Linked DNA regions of Zea mays: all the other regions are linked to region 1. Evidence: chromatin contacts called from public Hi-C data. All regions are on one chromosome and are shown on one strand. Each heading gives the region's core, a stretch centred on a gene start, on an enhancer-like site or on the middle of the called end of the contact. The rest is flanking DNA. Distances are from core to core; before and after follow the strand shown.

Region 1 (4,198 bases), core at 1,184-3,683:
AACTCCAAACTCGAAGAAACTTAGATAATCTAAACAATTGCAAACAAAAACTTCAACGATGAAATTATACATTTGAAGGCTCTTGAACGGCACGAGAGTGACAACAGGTACGAATTGCACAAATGGTCGACCTGTCTAGCATTCGTATTGTCGACCTACTTATAGGGTCGAGCCCCCCTGTAAAATTACAGTTTACCCCTCCTTTTACATAGTAATGCTTCACATTGGAGAGTGTGCATGTATAACATTTCACCATACAAAACATTCCACACACGTCTTCTCTTCGCCGAAGGTCCTACTGTGCATCACCTTTCGATGAAGGTTTTCATTGTCGCCACAGAAGCTTTACTTCTGTCACCTTTGGCTCTATGCACTTTTAATTCGCTTCTAGGTAGCCAAAACAATATGATGAGGATTCAGTGAGCAGAGGTCAAAGTGCTTTAGAACATTTCGATCTCTTTGACATGAAACACCTGCTAGACATCGATTTTGTTTCTTTGGACCTTCGGTAGCCCCTCGCAGGTTTAGTTTATTTTTTGTAATTAGCTCAAACCACAAATCTAGTCTGAAGGGCTCCGAGGCAAAGGTCCGAAAACACCTCCTTTTGAGTTCTTTATAAAAACATAACATAGAAATATGCAAACTACAAGTGAAAACACATTTGCCTTTTGGGCCAAAATGGCAGTGAGTGCGTTTTGCACTTGATCCTCGATTGGTGAGCCATTATGGCTATATAAAGATGCGAGAGGTGTCGAGTTCTGCATGACATTCCTCCAGCTCCAATTTTTTCACTTATTTCAAATTCGAGCACTTTGACATTTAGCTTCATTTCAAGATTTTCTAATATGGCTCACATTCGTATGACCACTTCGGTTCCTATTCCCACTTCCTATGAAGCTCTCCAGCGAGACAATGTAAGTAGCACCATTGAGGAGGAGAATCATGTGGAAGAAGTTGTTGACAGCCCAACACGAGTCGTAAAGAAGGAAAGCATGGTTTGAGGAACCCAACCTAACAATGAAGAGCCTGGCGTCGAAGAGGACGCCGAGGATGATGAAAGTGCCCTAAGGCCCAGGCATCGAGTCATTTAGATATTGGGAAATCAGTGGTAAAAGATGGGGACCAGAAGGTGTATGTGAAGCTTGAATATATAGACAATTTTAAGCTTAGCCGCCTTGGCGGTAACAACGAGACACCATAGCCATGGAGAGACAATTGTTGTGTATAAGAGCTTCTTCTAGGAAGGGCTTCACTTTCTAGTGCAACCAATGTTTTTGTAAGTATTGAGGAAGTATGTAAAACTATTTTCATTAGTTACCCCAAGTGCTATAATGCGATTAGGGGTGTTCATATGGGATGCCCGGTCAGCTAGTCGAAGTAACTCCGAATTCTTCTATAGAGCACACGAGCTTGATTACGAGACAAAAGCCTATGGAATGTTATAACTTCCAATATCATCAAGATATGACAACACCTATTCAACAGCGAAATTTGGGTATTACCATAAAAAATAGCTAATTATATGAGGTAAGTCTAATTTTCGTGGGCCTATGCACGACGCAAGTTACGGAAATTGCTGTTGTGTACAGTAAATTTATACATGTTTACCTCGTGTTGTGGCTAAATCACACAACTTTATTATTGATCAAATAAAATTATTTAATAATGCGAAACAACATTAGTTATGTACTGATGAAACAAAACTGTAAGGAAATTGCAAATCTAGCGAGCAGGTCGGCCGCGCGCGCTATCCTTTCTGGAACTTGGACTTGAGGAGCTTGATGGTGTCGGCGTCCACCTGGAAGCTCTTGGCCAGGACGTCGTCAGGGATCTCCGGGTCGGCCCCGAACAGGGTCTGCGCGGCGAGCACGACGCCGGGCAGCTGGCTGTTGAAGACGGTCATGGCGCGCGCGGCGCCTTTGCCGACGTTGTACTGGAAGTGGACCATCCCGCGCGGGATGACGAAGCTCTCCCCGGCGCGCACCACCTTGGAGTAGAACCTGCCCTCCGTGCTGACGAAGCCGACCAGCATCTCGCCGGCCTCCACGTGCACCAGCTCGGCGGACCGCGGGTGGGTGTGCAGCGGGTTGACGCCGCCGGGGGCGAGGTCGACGCGGTTGATGGACAGGCCCAGCGTGTTGAGCCCCGGGAACGCCTCCACGTTGCCCGGCGTCACGCCCGCGCCCATCGGGTTGTCCGTGCTCGCGCCGCCCGCGTGCGCCGCGAAGAAGAAGTCGTCCGAGACCACCGTCGACGCCGGCTTGCACGGGAAGCCCGGGTAGGTGCTGGAGGAGGAGGACGCGTTGTTGTGGCCGCCCGGCGCCACGGCCACGCAGAAGTCCTGCACCGGGTCCGGGTCGGCGCGGCAGACGGTGGCGAGCAGCGTCGCCGACAGCAGCAGGAGGAGGAACGAAGACGACGCTGGCTTCGACATGGCTCTGGATTGGAGCACCGTGCTCGTGCTCTGCTGGCGTGACACGATCGATCGATATGTGTGTCTGTCGATGATCGTGCTGAGCTTCGATTGGCGTTTTGGAGGTATGCTGCCATGGCTATATAAACCGGAGCAAGTGTATGTGTGGTGCGCGCGCGCGTGAAGAGGACGTGCGATACAAACGCCAAGGAATTGAAGGGTTCAAAGGCTGCCCCTGTCCAGGTTGACTTTGTGACCGAGACATCCACAAGCCGTGTGCGATATTTCCTTGCAGTGCCATGGTTGCCATTGTCAAGTTGTAGTAGGTGGCTTGACCATGGTACGTCCACATCCTAGGGATGGCAACGCTCGTGCCCACCGGTAAAAATCATATAGGGTATGAGTTTAATGGCTAGTTTGGGAACTACATTTTTCCAAGGGATTTTCATTTTCTCAAGAAAAAATGAACTAATTTCTCATAGAAAAATAGAAATCCTTCAGAAAAATAGCGTTCCCAAACTAGTCCTAAGTATGAGTTTATATCCACGTGGGTGCAGGTTTGATTCTCAATCCGACAGATTTTTTCTCACGGGTATAAAAATGCTATACCTGTTCCCACAAATCCGTTTACCCGCAATATATATATATATATATATATATATATATATATATATATATATATATATATATATATATATATATATATAAGCATGTATGTACATAATATATACACACATATATAATTACATATATACACATAAATATATATAAAAATGATACATATATATATATGTATAATTATGTGTGTGGGTATATTCATGGGTTTGTGGCATTCACATGTCATTGGTATATGTAGCATATTGTATCTGCCGCGGATAATAGATACGTGTGTAAGTTAAACCCGGGGATACGAGTTTTAAAACTCTCTGACCGCGTGTTTCAAACCGGTTGTCATCCCTAATCCTAGCGTTCCGTTAAGTTGCGATGGGCCAGCTGATCCTGGCCGTCGGATCGTGACCCCGAGTGCTCTATGACGACGGGCCGGGGTCCGGCAATCATCGTATCGCCAGCGATGACGGACGGAGTACGTCTTGGCTTGCAAGTTCTGTGGTTTGGTGGAGACCTGGTCGGCCATGGAAGAGGCATGCGAACTTTCGTCTCCCATCCAATGGAAGATGAATCAACGCGAAGTCCCTGCATGATGCAACCAGTAAAGTGAAAGAGCAGTAAAAGTCGGCGCCCGCGCAGCAGCTAGCACTTTACAGTTTACACACGGCACACCTTTGGGACTTCACCGTCGAGTGGCCCGGCCCAAAAGTCTCAGAACAAACCCAGCTTCGAGGATTTTCTTGGCCTGGGCATATATACAACTAGTAACTTAGCTCGTGTCTCGCGCGAGCAGTCGATGTTTTACATATTTTAGAGCATTCATATAGGAACAACAAAATATGTAGACATGTATAGAAGTGACACAATTATCTGAACAGACAACTGGACACAGTGGTAGAACATTTCAATCATTTATATTAGTTCAAATGCTGGATTTACAGTTAGGTCACTGAATGCAATGGCTAAACATTTCAGTATCATTCAGATCCTTTCTCCTTCGCACTGCCTTTGGATTAAAATTCTAAAGCAGACAATCCATGGACAATGAAATTTTACCTTTTACGCTTCTATGGGAAAAAATGAGAACAAAAGCTAGTGTTCACTCTGTTCAACTACTCGATGATGACAATGTGGCTTCGATGAACTTTTCTGTGTAGTGTTACAGATGCTTGACTC
Region 2 (4,198 bases), core at 1,219-3,718, 280 kb after region 1:
CAAGTCAAAATCGTTCACAATTTTTTCCAATCCCATCCAATCCACGTGGGATAGGAATAACCGAACAAGCCCTTAAGCGGAGGATCCATCCATCTCCATCATGATGGAAGCTGGTTGGGCAGGGCAGCAAAGACGATAACCGTCGGGTTGAGGCCACCGACGGCGTAGAAGTGTCCATTTGGTTAAGCAAGCGTTGTACTCTAGAGTCTAGAGGACGCAACACCATTGACGAGCCGAGCCGAGGACCCTATCCCTATCGATCGACGTCGTCCATGCATGATGACTGCGGCCTTGAGCCCTTGGCAACGACGCGGCCCCAGCTCGCGTCTTCGGGAGTCTGGCTGGCGGGTGACGGCGATAGTACAGTGAACCCATACATCGACGCCTCGTCGGGTTCAAGACCTACTACTTCAGCGGCGCTAGCGCTGCTTCCGATTGTGGTGTGCATCCTTGGCGGCGAGCGCCGACAAGCTAATTTGAGTGTAGGGGTGGAAATTTGGCTCGGCCTCGGTGAGCTTCGTCTCGAACCGAGCCAGCTAGCGAGCCAAAATTAGCCCGAGCCGAGTTGTTTCTTCGGCTCGTCAGAACTGCGAGAACTGAGCTAACAACGTCAAATATACTATTATACTATATTATTATTATTATGTTTTGAACTATTTTATTAAATTTCTTGAATTTGATACGTGATACACTTATATTGTAGTCTAAAAAAATATTATACATAATTTTTTATTTTATATATAATAAAAAATATATAATTTATACTCTAAACATGATTTAGTGTGAGTCTCGCGAGCCGTTACCGAGCCGATTCTCTCAGTCAAGCTGCAACATAACCGAGCCGAGCCTAGCTCGCCTCGTAGCTGCACCAAGCCGCGTCGGGCTCGGCTCAGCTCGTTTCCATCCCTATTTGAGTTTATTGCTGCCGCCGTCTTAAACCTTCCGTCCCTTCCTTGTTCGTAGGGCACAAAACGAACTAAATTTTTGCCATTCTAGCAATGTTCTTGTAAAGCTTTTCCATAGTTGCATTGACAGCAGGTTCTTCGGAACATATATCATGTCCAAGTTTTTCATAATAAAGTTATCTCCAGCAGCTTTTAGGACATGTACAATATAGATACCACGGCACGGTCCTCCAAGTATAAAACACACCTAAGACACAGTTCAGTACAAAAAGACATATCTAAAATCTTACATCTTAATTAATGTTTCAAATTCATCGTATTAAATGGTGACTGATCCATTGTGCACTTGTATACACTGCAGGTTCACACCGTTGTTTTCTGACTTTATACTGCTGTTCAGAGTAGCGCATTGCTGAACAAACTGAACCTCCGAACCTCAAACTGAATTACTCACTTTGCTGAATAAACTGATGAGGATCTAGACAACAGTTTCAGAATGCTACAGTATTTTCAGAGTAGCGCTTGAGATGCAGATATGGTAAAATCAAAGGGGTGAACTAGAGAAGTTGCTTTGGCATGTTGTGGGAAAAGAAATGATGTTACAGTTCACATTCAGGTGCAGAAAATTAAGGTAACGAGAGAGCCCAGAGGTCTGCAGAGGGCAGAGGCTGATGAAAATGCATCAGAGGAGAGTGAAAATGCATTCAGACACAGATAATAATTAAAACCAATAATTAGATGTATCACATAGAGGTTTCAACATAAATGTATCACATAGCTGATAAATTTTGCAATATGAAATATACATATATGATTGATCTAATGTCCATCGTATCGTTGCCATACTTCACTAATCAGAGGATAGTGAAGTGTGTGCCGGCGGGGGAGGGGGTTCGGGAGGGGATGTTGTTGCCAGCAGCAAGGGGAACGTGAATGGGGAATCTCGCGGTGGGGGAGGGCATCTGGAAGAGAGGGGTAACGGCAGTTGGACGTGGAGCCGGAAGGGATGGCGGCGGCGACGGCCGGGTGACGAACGGGAGAACCTGTTTTTTTTTATTCATGGCAAAACGGATGGATGAGACTAGTGATGCAAAAGTGATGACCAAACAGATGAACGGGAGCACCGAATGCCGAAGAGACGACCAGCGTTGTACAACGAAGCGACAACATCGTATCTTTGCCTCGAGCCATGCGCGAGGAACGGTGGCTTCGCCAAGGATCGAGTCTTCGGAAATTTTACAGTTACCTCCCTAGACACGGTATAAGACACGCCGTGTTAAACAACGCTGTACATACCCTTATATTTCATCTTCTACTCCAAACTCTATGGTGTAAACGGTGCTGCAACAACGACGTAACGTAATGGCATAGACCTAGACCGGCAGCTATCGGCCCACCCATCTCGACCGAGCGGTCCTACATGAACATGTGGCGCCGCGGCCCGGGAGCAGGCCGTAGTCTGTGTGGGCTTGAGCGCGTGCTGTTGCTGAAAGGCCCAAGCGAACAAGCAAAAGGGAGGGACAGCCCACGCGGATCGGTGTGCGTGGCTCCGCGCTCCCTTCCGCCGCCAGTCCGCCGGCTCAACTCCAGCCGCCGCGTGCCCCTCCTCTCCCCACCCGATGCGGGCCCTCGCGCGCGCCGCGTCGCTGCTCCGCCGCGCCGCGGGGTCCGCGCCTACTACGGCGTCGCTGTACCATCCGCCGCGGAACGTAGGCCCTTGCCTCGTGAAGGTCTGGACCCCTCCCTCCTTCCCCATGTCCTCGGTGCGGCGTATCGCAAACCCACTCGACTGATTCGACAAAAGGGATTAACAAATCTAGGTGGTTCTAGAATCCAGAGGGATTCGGGTGGGCCGGAGCCGCGACTGTTTGTGGGCAAGTGTTAAGCAGCAGCTGCTCTTGCGTTCGGATGCTTGGTCTCTTGTAGAATGGGAAATGGGCCTGCTTCAGGCTGGAGTTGTGGTTTAGGTGCAGCATTGCTCATCCACTTGCCTGAATCCTGATTCGTAGGAAAAAAAAAGAGTATTCAAGCTTGATTGAAATCTAGTGGTTTAGCAAACATCTGATGATTTCACTCAACTGCAATTATGTTCACTCTTGAGGATTGTGCTAGTTTGCGTATTTACAAGGATCGCTCAATGCCAAGGCTTGTGATGGGAAGCGAAAGTATAGTCCCTTTTCAATCTAAGCACGCGCACACACACAGGTGTCAATTTTGTGTCTGGTGCCTTGCTTGAGAAACATCTAGCACATCCAGCTACGAATTTGCTACATTAGTTGTGGTAATAGGTGGCAATCCTGTTTTTCAGTTGAACATTAATCCAATTGCTTCTTCCATTCATTCCGTTACTTGTGCGGCTAGTCCTGTAAATTTGTCTGTTTACCTCATGCTGCATTCAGTTGCCATTCAACAAGGCCTTCGGGGACAAGATATTTTACATCTGGCTTTATTATCAAACTTTATATCTGAATATATCTTGGATTAGTGGATTACATGTGATGACAGATGCTTTACCTGCCCCCTAAAACTTGCTCTGCTCATTGTCTTTCTGTTCCTGTTTTTCCTTTTGCTTTGCTGAACCCAAACCTGTTTTATTTCGTTCTTGTTAACGGAAATGGCGACAGCCTTGCTTTGAAACATGCGCTGGAAAGCTACAACTATTACATCCTCCAATCTTCTGTAGTTTTTTTCATTAACTTATTTGACAGGAATGCATAAATCATATTTGTCCTGTTAGCATTTTGGGTATCAAGATTTCAACATAGAAGTTTTATTATATTTTTGCCAAGATCTAACTTGTTGCACCCAATCATCTGTTAAGAAATCTTTATCCTTTCTCTGTTTGAAAATGTGTTTTTTGTATATTTGATTGCACGTGAGTTCTGCATTGACCTTTTGTTTTAAATACTTGTTCCATTTCCAGAATCTGCCAGGTTTCTTTTTCAATGGGTATTCTACTCTTTTGGCTCCACCAAATGAAGTGTTGATTCCACCAGAACTCCTTTCTAGCAGGACTGTGTGGACACCAGATCGGGAGCTTGGTGAGTTCTCCCCTATGGACTAATTTCAAATCACCATTTTAGTGGATTTGTCTCAACACTAGTCTTCTGAATTTTCTTTTAACGACAAATGATATATCATATGACTTACCATTTTATCTTTTGCCAGCTAAAGCTTTGGTTACTGTTTCTTATCTAACCAGACCAAAATTCATGAATGAAACTTCACTTCTGCAGTATTGCAATTATTTATGAATAATGTTGATTTTATTTTGAATTAAGAATATGCTGGAT
Region 3 (4,198 bases), core at 697-3,196, 270 kb before region 1:
CAGAGAACGTTTGTAAAGGTCTGTACATTTTATCTGATCGTTACAGTGCTGATGAACAAACTAGGCGCATGCATAGTTGTGTCACTTAGTATGTACCAATCGGTGGTAATTGCATCGAATCATTTGCTGCGATTTTTTTTTATCTTGCGAGACAAGTGGGAGTCAGTGCTTCGTTGTATCGTACTGTTTGAACGTCTATCACCTAGTTAACCTCGTTTGTGACATGTGAGAGGATATAGGTTCTGGAATGCAGAGCTGCTGTGAGCCCTTCTTCTCTAACATGTTTATCAGAACACGCATGGCGTGTCCAAGGAGCAACTCGTAGCTACTGTCTTGGAAGATGCAGGATTAAGTGACTATCAAACAACTGTCACTGTCAGCCAGGCAACCATCCTAGCTGTAGGAAGCGTTGGGTGGGGCAGGTAGCTAGCCAACCAACGCAGAAAGCCCCGTCCGTAATGTTAGGGAGAGGGTTCGGCTGCCGCTGGTATCATTCACAGTGGCTGCTCATTTCCATAGGCATAAAACACTGATGATACAGTAGATAGGATTGTTTTGGTCAGTGTTTTTCTTTCACTAACTAGTGATCTTCAAACATATCGTATTTCTTGAAAAAAAAAGAAAAAAATGCATGTCCAATTACTTATTTGCTACCCATACTTATCCTGCAGTTATTTTGGTCAGTCTCAGTGGACGTCGTGTGTAAATTTCATTTGTACTAAATAAATCATGTAAATTCTATTTGTGCTGAATAAATTGTTGTGTATGCATTTTTTATGATATAACAGTGTATTTAAGAAGAGAATGAAGGAGAATGAGCTTCATTTAGATGAAACATTCGTGACATGGTTACCAACCACGTGTGAGTCATAAATTTAAATGTCTATAAAACTATATAATGAAACTTTATGTCATAATAGTCTTAGAAGCAACGTCATGAAACTAAAATGTAATAAAACTGTAGGGACTAAGAATTAGTCAACCAAGCACCCGGGTACGCGGGCAATTTCTTCTCTAGACCTCTAGTCCTGCAGCGTACTCCTACGTACACCCAAACGAAAATGGCATTTGCATCCCTTACGTCATCACAAAATCATAACGCCCGCCCGACCCTTTCCAGCAAAAGAAGTAGTACTGGCCCGTATACTCTTCTTCTACAAAGAAATGCGCATCTGCATCTACCTACGCCATCCAAAATCCATAACAACCAGTCATTCTCGTGACCGGGAGTCAAGCAAACTTAACACGCAAATGGCCAGGCAATTTTCCCCCTACTAGCAGCACGCCTCAATTGACGAATGGGAGACTTGACAGAAATTCTTCGGCATGTACATCAGAGAGACGACGGAGTCAACATTACTGCACAAGACGCACACAGCGCACTGTTTTTTTTTTCATTTTCCATTTTTTTTCTTGTGCAAAACTAAGCCCGGAAAAAGAGCTTGAGACTCGCAAGCCGCCTCTCAGGCTTACCTTGAAGAGGCTCACAAGCCTGCGACAAGCCTAGTTTTGTAACTCGCTCAAATAACGAGCTGAGCCAGCTCGCGTGCCTACTATATCATGTAGTGTCATATTATAACACTATTACATTATTATTACATTATTATGTTATTTATTTATTTTCTTATTTTTTTATAAATTTAATGCTATATATAGTTTAAAATATATTTCTAATTTTCTGTACATATTTTTATTTTATATATAATAAAAATATACAATTTTATATTTTGAATTGGATTTGGTGTGACAACTCGCGAGCAGGCATGCGAGCCTGAACAACCTTGAGCCGAGTCTAGTCTCCGAGCTTACTATATGACCCAGCCGGCGGCTCCAGCCCTATGCAGAACAGTATCTGAACCTCTCAATCAAGCTTCTAAATTGCAAACATGTGCAGGTTTTGAAGTGCAACAGATTCACATATACAGTTCAATTCTTGCCAATTTCTGGGAGCGAAAATCTGGCACTCGAATGCCGAACGCACAAGCGTGTTTTCTTTTCCTCAAACAATAAGCGAGCGCAACAACGAAACCGAAACTACCACGGATCAAGAAGAAAGAAAGTCCCCGAGACCCAGAGCCGCGGTCCAGAGCGGGCGGCGGCCGGCAACAACGAAACGGGCCAACGCCACCACCTCCACCTCGTCCTCCTCGGCACCTCCCCCGTCGCGTCCAGCGTTCCAGGTCCAGCTCCCCCCGCGATCCCGACGACCCCGTCCGCCTCGGCCTGCGCCTCCCCGCTACAAGGGTCCGCCCGCGGGCGCCGCGGTACCAGCGAGCCCCTCCTCCTCCACACTCTGCGGCGCGGAGATCCTGTCCCTGTGCCCCGGACCGAGAGGAGCCAGACGCCGGCGTCTGGAATTCGGACATGGAAGCGGCGGCGGCGGTCGTAGGCTTCGGCGCTGGCGCGGGCCTGACCAGGTGGCAGGCGGCGGCGCTGTCGGCGGTGGCCGGCTGGGTGTGGGCGGCCTCCTTCTACGACCTCACGCGCCGGGCGCGCGCGCTCGTCCAGCCGTGGGTCACGCGCCGGGTGCACGCCGAGACGGCGGCCATTCTCAGGTTCCAGGTCCGTCCCCTCCGCGTCAATCTCTCCCCTCCTCTACGGACTACGGTTACGTACTTTCTACTCATTTCTATTTTCTCCGACGAACAAATTAACTGCATTACAATGCTTCGAATTGTTGAATCTATACCTGCTGTAATCGCATGATTGATGCCAGCCTTTTTGCTTGGCCGTCGCGTCCTTGGTGTCTATAGGACCGGCAGCTTTGTAGCAAGGGCCGGTCGATTAATTTAAGATGAACTCGGCTTCGGTTCCATTCTCTTACATCTAACTTGAATGGATTATCAATTAGCCTTAGCCAGTAAAACCAATATAAAAGTTTTGGTCTCCTGTAAATACTCCGGTGTCTTAGTTTTGTAGATTTACGTATCTCCGGTGTTTCTCAAGTGTTGAACCATTGCAGAGGCTGGAGCACAAGTTGCTGGACAATATCTTCTCTGTGCTGTCATGCGTTGTCTCCGTGCCCTTCTACACGGGATTCCTCCCTCTCCTCTTCTGGGTATGTCTTCTGTCCCGTGGCCCATGGCCACTGATTTGATTGCCTTGCTTTCTTTATTTTCTGTAACAATTCTATTTGATTCTGATTTTTTTTTTTTAAAAAACAATACTGTGTAGAGTGGACACGGCAGGCTGGCTAGGCAGATGACCCTCCTCATGGCTTTCTGTGACTACCTCGGCAACTCTGTCAAGGTTTGTCATCTGTTTCATAACAACAAATTGAAGAGATTGGCTTTAGTTTAACCGCCGACACTCTCAATCTTTCTGAGTGCAGGATATAGTGTCAGCCGCTCGGCCGTGCTCTCCTCCTGTAAGACGAGTGACGGCTACAGAAGACGAGAAGGAAAATGCCATGGAATATGGGCTTCCATCATCGCATGCTCTCAATACCGTTTGTTTGACGGGGTATGTGTGTTCCTGCTCTTATCTCGACAGGGGGAAGCTCCAAAGGAATTGCCGGCTAAACGCTCCTTCTAATCAATGTTCAATGCAGATATTTACTACACTACATCCTCACGTTTGGAGAACATGGTAGTGTTACAGTTGCTGCGGGTTTATCTCTAGCTTTCTTGCTTGTCATGCTAGTTGGCATCGGTGAGTTAGAGTTCTCAAGGCAACTGTTTTTTTTCTCTCTCTTTCTCTCGAGTTACCGAAACATACTGACGGTTTGGTTTACCTTAAATTGGCAGCGAGGATATATCTGGGTATGCACAGCTTGACCGACGTTGTTGCTGGAATTGGTTTTGGCGTCGTCATCCTTGCGTTCTGGTTGGCTGTTCATGACCGTGTCGATGCCTTCGTTGTCTCCGGGGAAAATGGTACCTCCGTAAACCTCAGCGCTTTGGGTGCTTCAAATTTTGTGGAGGAACACGACCACGAGGTGTGGCGTTGGAAATCGATCAAGTATCATCCTAACAGCTTTCCCCGCCTTGCAGTTGCGACCTTCTGGGCAGGCCTTTCTCTGTTGCTGTGCTTTGCGTACCCGAAGCCGGAGTTCCCTACTCCTAGCTTCGAATACCACACAGCATTCAACGGGGTTGCTTTCGGAATCGTAAGAGCTCTGTTTTCTGATTAGCGTTGCTTAATCCTGTACTTGGTTCTAGTCAAACTGAAGATACTGATGCACACATGGGTCTCTGCT

What was found. A called contact is a pair of places that touch in the nucleus more often than the background predicts.
Region 2: a Hi-C map of ear shows a contact between it and region 1, with 2.3 times the contacts expected there. The contact joins the promoter of LOC100280943 here to the promoter of LOC103644203 in region 1. A contact is called at or near these places in 4 of 25 Hi-C or Micro-C datasets (ear, endosperm, leaf and 1 more).
Region 3: a contact with region 1 is called in a Hi-C map of ear, with 4 times the contacts expected there. The contact joins the promoter of LOC100217309 here to the promoter of LOC103644203 in region 1. A contact is called at or near these places in 4 of 25 Hi-C or Micro-C datasets (ear, leaf and tassel).

Annotation. Positions count from the first base shown.
Region 1 is chr1:296,858,806-296,863,003 of Zm-B73-REFERENCE-NAM-5.0, reverse strand. It overlaps LOC103644203, which reads left to right and starts at 2,433. Exons shown (of 4, transcript XM_020544537.1): 1 at 2,433-2,538. The coding sequence starts at 2,433. LOC100273401 reads right to left here and starts at 2,526. Exons shown (of 1, transcript NM_001147838.2): 1 at 1,621-2,526. The coding sequence starts at 2,434. The coding sequence ends at 1,748.
Region 2 is chr1:296,579,300-296,583,497 of Zm-B73-REFERENCE-NAM-5.0, reverse strand. It overlaps LOC100280943 (50S ribosomal protein L4-like), which reads left to right and starts at 2,468. Exons shown (of 7, transcript NM_001374362.1): 1 at 2,468-2,635; 2 at 3,829-3,946. The coding sequence starts at 2,525.
Region 3 is chr1:297,130,515-297,134,712 of Zm-B73-REFERENCE-NAM-5.0, reverse strand. It overlaps LOC100217309, which reads left to right and starts at 1,946. Exons shown (of 8, transcript NM_001152891.2): 1 at 1,946-2,562; 2 at 2,963-3,058; 3 at 3,175-3,249; 4 at 3,332-3,462; 5 at 3,551-3,651; 6 at 3,747-3,875; 7 at 3,993-4,108. The coding sequence starts at 2,365. It overlaps LOC100194266 (putative acyl-activating enzyme 18 peroxisomal), which reads left to right. Exons shown (of 14, transcript NM_001359438.1): 14 at 1-57.